Regions from separate parts of the Hordeum vulgare genome. Here region 2 is linked to region 1. The links are chromatin contacts, called in public HiChIP or PLAC-seq maps. All regions are on one chromosome and are shown on one strand. The core of a region is the stretch at or near the end of the contact, and the rest is flanking DNA. Distances in the headings are between cores, read along the strand shown.

Region 1 (3,952 bases), core at 1,303-3,802:
TCTTCCGTTCTGGAAAAATTTATTTCGGGGATTTTATTCCGTTTGGACTCCGTTCCAAAATCAGATCTGAAAAGAGTCAAAAACACAGAAAAAACAGGAACTGGCACTTGGCACTGAATTAATAAGTTAGTCCCAAAAAAGATATAAAAGGTAAACAAAACATCCAAAGTTGACAAGATAACAACATGAAACCATAAAAAATTATAGATACGTTTGAGACGTATAAGGTACCAGCTCCCCTTTGGCAAGATCCATGTTTTCATTGGCAAGATGAGCGAATCAGGACCCAAGCCGAACTTCAGCACCGACATCGTGAAGCCGACTCGGCATGTTCAGCTCGGTCGGGCCCAAGCCGGCTAGAAGCATGTCTTTGTTGGCTTCACTTAGGGGGTCAATCTTGCGGATAATTTTGCGATTAATGGAGACACTCTCGATTACTCTGATGGCGAGTCCTCGGTTGGAGACACCGAGTCAATCTGCTTGCTTTTAGATGGTAGGCTTGGGGGTTATCCTGACGATGAGCTTGCTCGGGAGTCGCTTGAGATGCCTCGACAAGTCGTTGTTTACATGGCGGCTGGAGCGGCTAACGGTCCCGGTGGCTCGGCGCCAACTCCAAACGCCGTCGGGTCAGGCAAGACGCCGGCTCAAGCCATTGCCGACTTGATGGCGGAGATGATAAAGCTCTTGGATACGCCAATAACCACAGAAAATCAGGAGGAATGTAACACGGAGTTAGCCAAACTTCATGGGCAGATGAATAAAGTATAGGAGGAGATCGACGCCAAGAATACTCGTATGACGGATTTACATGATCACATCCGCAATGAGGCTGAACGCTTGAAGGCAGAAGCTTGGCAGCTAGGTCTTCGTCAAGACGCCTCGGAGGCAGTTCATCGTAGGAGGCATGAAAGTCGCCTGCCCCTTAATCTCAACTTGGCTCGTCTGTTTGATACTCTGCAGCACACGCCACGGACCGGACAACCGCGGGAGTACCAGCCTCACCAGCCTGCTCAGCAGCGCCAACCACCGCCGGCTCAGTCACCGCCTCATCATTTCTGGACACCGGCTGGTCACTTCTCCAATCCTATGGACAATATGTTGGCTGCTACTCGTAACCTCGAGGCACTCCTGATCACAGGAAACACCCTGATTGAAGTCGAAGACAGGATGCCACTAAGATCTTGAAAACCGTGAACACCCAGCAGGCGAGGTATTCATATAGTAGGGATTGGGTTCACTCTACCCCCTATAAACACAAAAAACTTCTGTCCGGATTCTTTTTCTACTGAATATAGTGAATGCTCTCAAAGACAAGTAATGCATTATCAGTGATTATCCATCCCGGAACAAGGGCACTCTGCTCTAGCGCAATGATATAATCCATAATAGGGCGTAGCCGGTTTTATCAAACACTTTGACACTACCTTATAAATGACGTTGGATAAGCTGATAGGCGGAAACTCTATGAGCCGCTCGGGGTTGTCTATCTTGGGAATGAGAACAATTAAGATGTTGTGCACCCCTTGAGGAATATGCCATTACGAAAAAAAAATCTTGACCCTGTAATTACCTACTCTTTCATAACAATCCAAAAATGTGCATTGAACTATCTTCTTTGGCGCCACGAACCATTCATGTACCGCAAACCTCTGCGTTGCAACGCCGTTTCTTTTTTTCCTTTGAAATGTCAAAGAACATACATTAAGTAGCATAAAACCTTACAAAAACAGTAAAACACTCTTATAAAATCGAGCCAAGAAATATGGTGATCGTAGAATATATTACGATATTTGAAATTTATTATACATTGCACGGAAGCTCTGCAATTACCTGCTCTTTCATAACAATTCATTTTCTTTGAAAAATGTGCACTGAACTATCTTCTTTGGCGCCACGAACCATTCCTGTACCGCAAACCTCTCTGTTGCAACGCCGTTTCTTTTTTCCTTTGAAATGTCAAAGAACATACATTAAGTAGCATAAAACCTTAAAAAACAGTAAAAGGCAAGAAATCCGGTGATCGTAGAATATATTACGATATATGAAATTTATTATACATTCCACGGGAGCTCTAGCAGATCCGTTACATACCGTTATAGCACGATGATAACCAGTTGAGTTGTGGAATCCAGTGGTTGGCAAAGGACTCGACAAAAGATTAGCAATCACGCTCACTGCCGGTGGGCTTCAGCCCAGGGGTCCCACGCTTCAGCGACCTACAAACACAGGGCTTTACAAAGAGACCCCACCCCGCGAATCATCCCTTCCCAGGACAGGAGCATCCAGACGTTGGGCAACAAAGGCGTTCTCCGCCAGCCGATGGAGCTGGCATGTCCGGCCCCACAGGTCAGCGAACAGCACTGCCATCTTACAGAAAAGCCCCCCTAGAATCTCCTGTCTACAAACGAACTCCTCACAGCTGGACCCCACTCTCTAGCAAGGAGAAGCCAGCTGTCCAGGGGCAGGCCGGTAACTCCGCAGGGGCGGACCTGCCAAGTGTGAGCAGGCCGGGTATTCTATTGCGGGAAAAACCAGGGGGGAAAGAGATTTACACATTTCCATCCGAGACCCTGAAAAAAATGCGTCCCCATCAAAACCCTCTCTCCTTCCTTTCCTTGCTGTCTCTCTCTTCCTAAAATTTCTCCCTCTTTCTCTCTCGCCTCACTCTCTCTCGTCTCGTCTCCCCCCACCCCGCTGCCGAATCCCCAACCAAACCCCGCCGTCGCAATCGTCCGCACGCGCGCGCGCGGGTTTCTGTGGACGCCGGCGTCCCCGGCCCGGATTGATCCCGCCGCTCCTCTCCTCTCCTCCTCCCGATTCTCGCCATCCAATCAATCTCTTCCTTTGCTCCCTTCCTTTCCCGGCCGCCTCCTGGTTTCTTGCCGAAATTGCCTGCCACCTGTTTGGACTCTGGAGACGAGGGCGCGCGCATAACTTGCCTCGCCATTGCGGCTGCTCTGCTCAGCCCGGCTGCTTCCTTGGATCTGCTAGCTCGCCCGCGCCGGCCTCCGGGGCGCGCTCCCCCGCTCCAAATCTCGTCCTTGTTTTGGAGGTCCTCCTGTGCGGATGAGGAGGGAATCCTGACTTTTGCTGGGCTCCGGCGGTTCTCTTCCTGGATCCTTGCGGCGGAGGCGTGCCGGGATGGGTTTCTTGATCTGCGCCTGCCTCCTCCAGCTGCTCTTCTTGGGCTCCTCTCCGGTGGCGGCGCAGTCGCCGTCGCCGGCGAGGGCCCTGGACGCAATGCTGCAGGAGTACGCGTACCGGGCCTTCGTCCGGCCGCACACCGGCATTGTCTACAACGGCACCGTGCCTTCGGACCTCGCCGGCGTCGCGGTGTCCGGGCTCCGCCTGCGCAGCGGCAGCCTGCGGAGGAAAGGCTTCTCCAACTACTTCAACTTCAGGATCCCCCCTGGCGTCATCGTGCAGCCGTACGTCGAGAGGGTGGTGCTAGTGTACCACAGCCTGGGCGACCTCTCGGAGAAGTACTACCCGCTCCCCGGCTACACCTATCTCTCGCCCATTCTCGGGCTGCTCGTCTACGACGCTGCCAACTTGTCAGCAGTGGGTTTGTCCGAGCTGAGCATCGTCGCGTCAGGGAGCCCCATTTCTGTGAATTTCAGCAATGTCAGGGCGGTGCCGCCAGGCAGTCCAGCGCCGCAGTGTGTGTGGTTCGATTTGGATGGCGTGCCACAGTTCCGGGCCTTGGAGGCAAACAACGTGTGTGCAACGTATCGCCGAGGGCACTTCTCCATAGTGGTGAACTCCAGTGAGGTTGCTCCTGCTCCAGGTCCTTCAGGCGCAATTGCCCCGCCAATACCGACTGATGGTGGTCGTGATAAGGGTAGTTCGGACGCATGGAAGATTGCCGTCGGCGTTGTTGGGGGTGTCATTGCATTGGGGCTGTTGGCTTTGCTTCTGGTATGTTTCCTCAGATATAAAAAGGAAAAGAAGA
Region 2 (3,926 bases), core at 1,143-3,642, 230 kb before region 1:
GATGCCAACTATTTGTTCTACGACACTATTATATTTCAGGGTAAAATCAACCTTCAGTTAGAAGGACATAATCAGGCAGGAGCTTCATGCAGGGTTGGATGTGAGAGGCCCTAAATGCATTTAGTATGTGAAAAGATCAGTCCAGTGCTTGTTCCAAGTTTGTTACCTTTGGAAAATATAATGGAACTGGGATAATTCTTTCTTGGAAGCATGAGTTAACCACAAGGAATCTTCATGCTTTTGCACCGGGTGTGAAATCAACTTTCAAAGATTGACGTGTCTATTGTTTTTGCCTTTCTCCACATGAAAAAAGGGATTGGTCAGGCTGATTTGTGTTTGTTCAAGCAGACCACAAGGAACCTCTGACGAAGATTTATGAGGTGAAGGACTCAAACTGTATCTCACGTCAACTAGGCCACACCTGGGTTAGCCACCAGCAGCCTTCCGATTGCACCACTGGTGTGCGTGTGCCTCTCCGAGTCTCTGTCGGCTGGCTGTTCTTATTGAACATCGCCATATAGCTCCTCACCAGCAAACTCATGTGCTTCTCCACCAGAATCAATTCCCGAGCTGTTGATCTCCTCTATTACTCGAAGGATATGCCCAAGGTAATTTGTTCCACAAGATGAGTTTTGCAGTATTTGTATGAACTAGAGTAATGTACTATTGCTGTAGTGTACATGCATGGTTCGAAAATCCTTTCTTTTCCAGTTATAGATTAGAACGGAAATTTTATGATTTGGTCTGCATTTTCATAATCAAAATGGGGTGTTGAAGTAGTGTAAATTGTTTAACTTGCTTTTTGGCCAGTATCCCTATATATGTGGATGTATGGTTGCTTTTTCACAATCAATTTGTAATGTTGCTTAATGTACTGTTTGATCTGCTTTCTTAGTCTGTATCCGTGAATCGATGCCCTTAAGCTCCTTTTGATTTCTATAATTCGTGAGCACATATGAGCATCAAAAGAAAATATACCATGATGAAACGTAAGCAAGCCTTGATTAACAAACTGGTATTTTTCTACCATTACAAGTGCAGCAAAAAGAAAATACAATCTCTATAAGCTCCGCGGCCTTAAGGCCAATCCCCAGGTTGATGATACTATTCTACTGACTTTGCCACACTCCTATTACAGTTAATAGTTTAATTTATCAGAGAAACTGGATCAATGCTTGGGGCTGGTGTGCTACGATTGGTATAGGCATGAGTACGAGAAGGCGACGGCCACCATAAGATACTCTCATGATTCAGGACAGGTTTTGATTTTGCTGCTATTAGGAGAAAAAAATAAGAGAGAAAGTATTGTGATTTTTGCTGCTACTATATGAATATATGATGCTTTGTTATTACTGTTTATTGTATAAACTATTTGTTGTGTGAACTACCTATCATATTTAGGATCGGATGTTTCAGATAGGATGGAAGATGCGTAGGAAATTGTGTGTGACATTCTCAATGAATTCGTCCCGTCGCCGACGAGATTCATCATGTAAGGCCTTTAATAATTTAATTAAATTTATCCAGCAACAATTTCATGACTCTAGACCTGAACAATTGTAACCTGCTGTTTTTTGGTTATTAGTATGCTTTGAGTTTGAGTGGCCTGGAGATGTGGTTTGCACAATGTTCTGTTCTGTCATATGCCATATTGATATGGATAAAATGTTAGCTTTTGGTATGACCCAGAATTATGTTGCCCCACCAGCCTGAAAATATGATAAATAAAAGCATGCAGTGCTCGTTTATTTGGATTCGGAGGCTTCGTTGTGCAGATAATTTACTTTGTTCCATAAGATCATATTTTGGAAGTGGCATAACCAGACCCTTGATGCTTTCTTGCTGCTGCTGTTGTATTCTGTAATGGAACTGTTAGATAAGGTAGTCTGTCTCTAGCCATAGGTCATAGTGCAGATTCATTTTCTTTGCTAGGATTTGATATTATCTTACAACCTCTACGAACACTGAATGGTTCAAGCAACATACATCTTTGTCCAACAACGCGACCACAAATCCACAATGGTTTCTCACTATTGAAAATACAACTCGAGTGACATTGCAAGATTGTGTACTTATTTGGCCATATATTTTTAAGAAAATTCATATTTTTATTATGTATACTTATGTTTGAGATGTGCAGTATTAAACAGAATCTTCATTCAAAATGTAGCTACTAATATTTGCACGTATTTCTTTAAGACTTTAGAGTTTCGAACAAACTTAATGAAAATCTGTTTTTATGATTATATTACACGTGGGTTGCACATGCACGATTACTAGTTTATTGAAGGGAACCAAGATTGACCTCCAATTGAACCTAGCTAGTACTAGTACGTAGATGTGCATCGACCCTGGATGCACATTGATGAGCGCAGGTACCGCGCTGCCATGTGCTAGCTGCAGGCCGAGGAGACCAGGACCAATACACTTGCAGCGTCGAGACACAGTATGATGTTAACATCTATCTCAATCCATCCGTTCATAAATATAAGTTTTTAAAGAAATTTTATTAAATGACTACATACAGAGAAAAATGAGTTAATCTATACTCTAAAGTATGTCTATATACATTTGTATATAGTTCCTTAGTGAAAATTCTAAAAAGACTTATATTTAAGAACGGAGGGAGTAGTACTTAGTATAATGCATCTACTTAGTATAATGCTGGTGCCTTGTCACGGATCATAAATATATTTTTACCAATTGTAAACATAATCATAATGCATATTCAAATTTGTATGCATAGAAATTATAGCATGTAACAAGGAAAAGTAATTAAAATCCACTTAAATGATCTAACTAATTATCTGTTTCAAACTAAGATGTATTTTTATACCTTGACGTCCCAGATCTAGGAAGCGTTATAATGGAGTATGAAATAAAATTAAGCTGAAACATTTTTTTTCTACATAGCAGAAAGCATGATTAAGTAGTGATGAATACAAACAAAAAATATCTTCATCACACATATAGATACATATGAGTCTTGGTGCAACTAATGTGTGTCCTAGTCTGCTAGTAATTTATATTCATGAAGTGAGTTGAACACAACTAACATTCGAAAGAAAGAATAAAATTGGTTTTTAATTCCATCAACGGTTTGATTTGCTAATTGATTCTATGCTTGATTTTTAAAATATTTTCACGTGAATGGCTGCTACAAACGAAAGTGATGACTATTGAGTATTATAGGACACATTTCCTTAACGACATTTGAATGGACATGTTTGATTTCAAAATATATCATGTGTGGATCTCTGTACAATTGACAAGATATATAATATGATCGTGTCCACCAATGCATGTACGCGGCGGTATGACAAATCACCTTCTGCCACGTCCTTCCTCGACGTCATGATCCATGCCCTGGCATTCTCGAGCATTGTGTCGATGCCATGGCCGACTGTGGTGTCCTCCTTTGTGTCGCACACGACGTCCCTCCGCACGGGCGCACGAATGTATATGCTCATAACAAAAAATATGGTATTTTTATTGTACTAGGAAACTTGTAATTGTCAATTAATAGTAGATATAATGATAATTATAAATGATATAGTGTGTGGGATTAAGATTTTTGTATTGAGAAATATCTGACTTTGTTTTGGAAGTTCATCGAGAAAATCTTATGTCGGTGTTTCAAGAAGGTGATCTCACATATATGGTTTGATTTCTAAATTCTTAATAACATATTATTTACATGATTAAATTAAACTAGCACCTGCCAAAGAAGCATAAAACAACATCTCTCACTTTAATGGGATTTGGTTTTTAATAGGAGGGAGAATATCCAGTAGGAAGGGGATTTATTTGTCGTGATTTAGACGTTAATATCCTTAAAGTTCGTTATTTGTTTCCTGAAAAACTATTATTTGTTTCCTAAAATAAATTGCACTAATGAAAGGGATCTGTTGATTTGAATAAGCTAC

The links. HiChIP or PLAC-seq counts read pairs in DNA pulled down with a chosen protein or histone mark.
Region 2: a contact with region 1 is called in an H3K4me3 HiChIP or PLAC-seq map of embryo, with 9 times the contacts expected there. The contact joins the enhancer-like site here to the promoter of LOC123448087 in region 1. A contact is called at or near these places in 5 of 6 Hi-C or Micro-C datasets (leaf, seedling and an unstated tissue) and 1 of 1 datasets of contacts at active chromatin or transcription factors (embryo).

Annotation. Positions count from the first base shown.
Region 1 is chr4H:118,513,247-118,517,198 of MorexV3_pseudomolecules_assembly, reverse strand. It overlaps LOC123448087, which reads left to right and starts at 2,552. Exons shown (of 1, transcript XM_045124856.1): 1 at 2,552-3,952. The coding sequence starts at 3,142.
Region 2 is chr4H:118,742,742-118,746,667 of MorexV3_pseudomolecules_assembly, reverse strand. LOC123448088 (a long non-coding RNA gene) reads left to right here. Exons shown (of 2, transcript XR_006631607.1): 2 at 1-3,643. Among protein-coding and RNA genes, the nearest start is that of LOC123448088, 3.0 kb to the left of the region's middle. Within about 2 kb of position 2,392, at least 1 of the 3 cell types and tissues checked has open chromatin away from gene starts, as enhancers often do.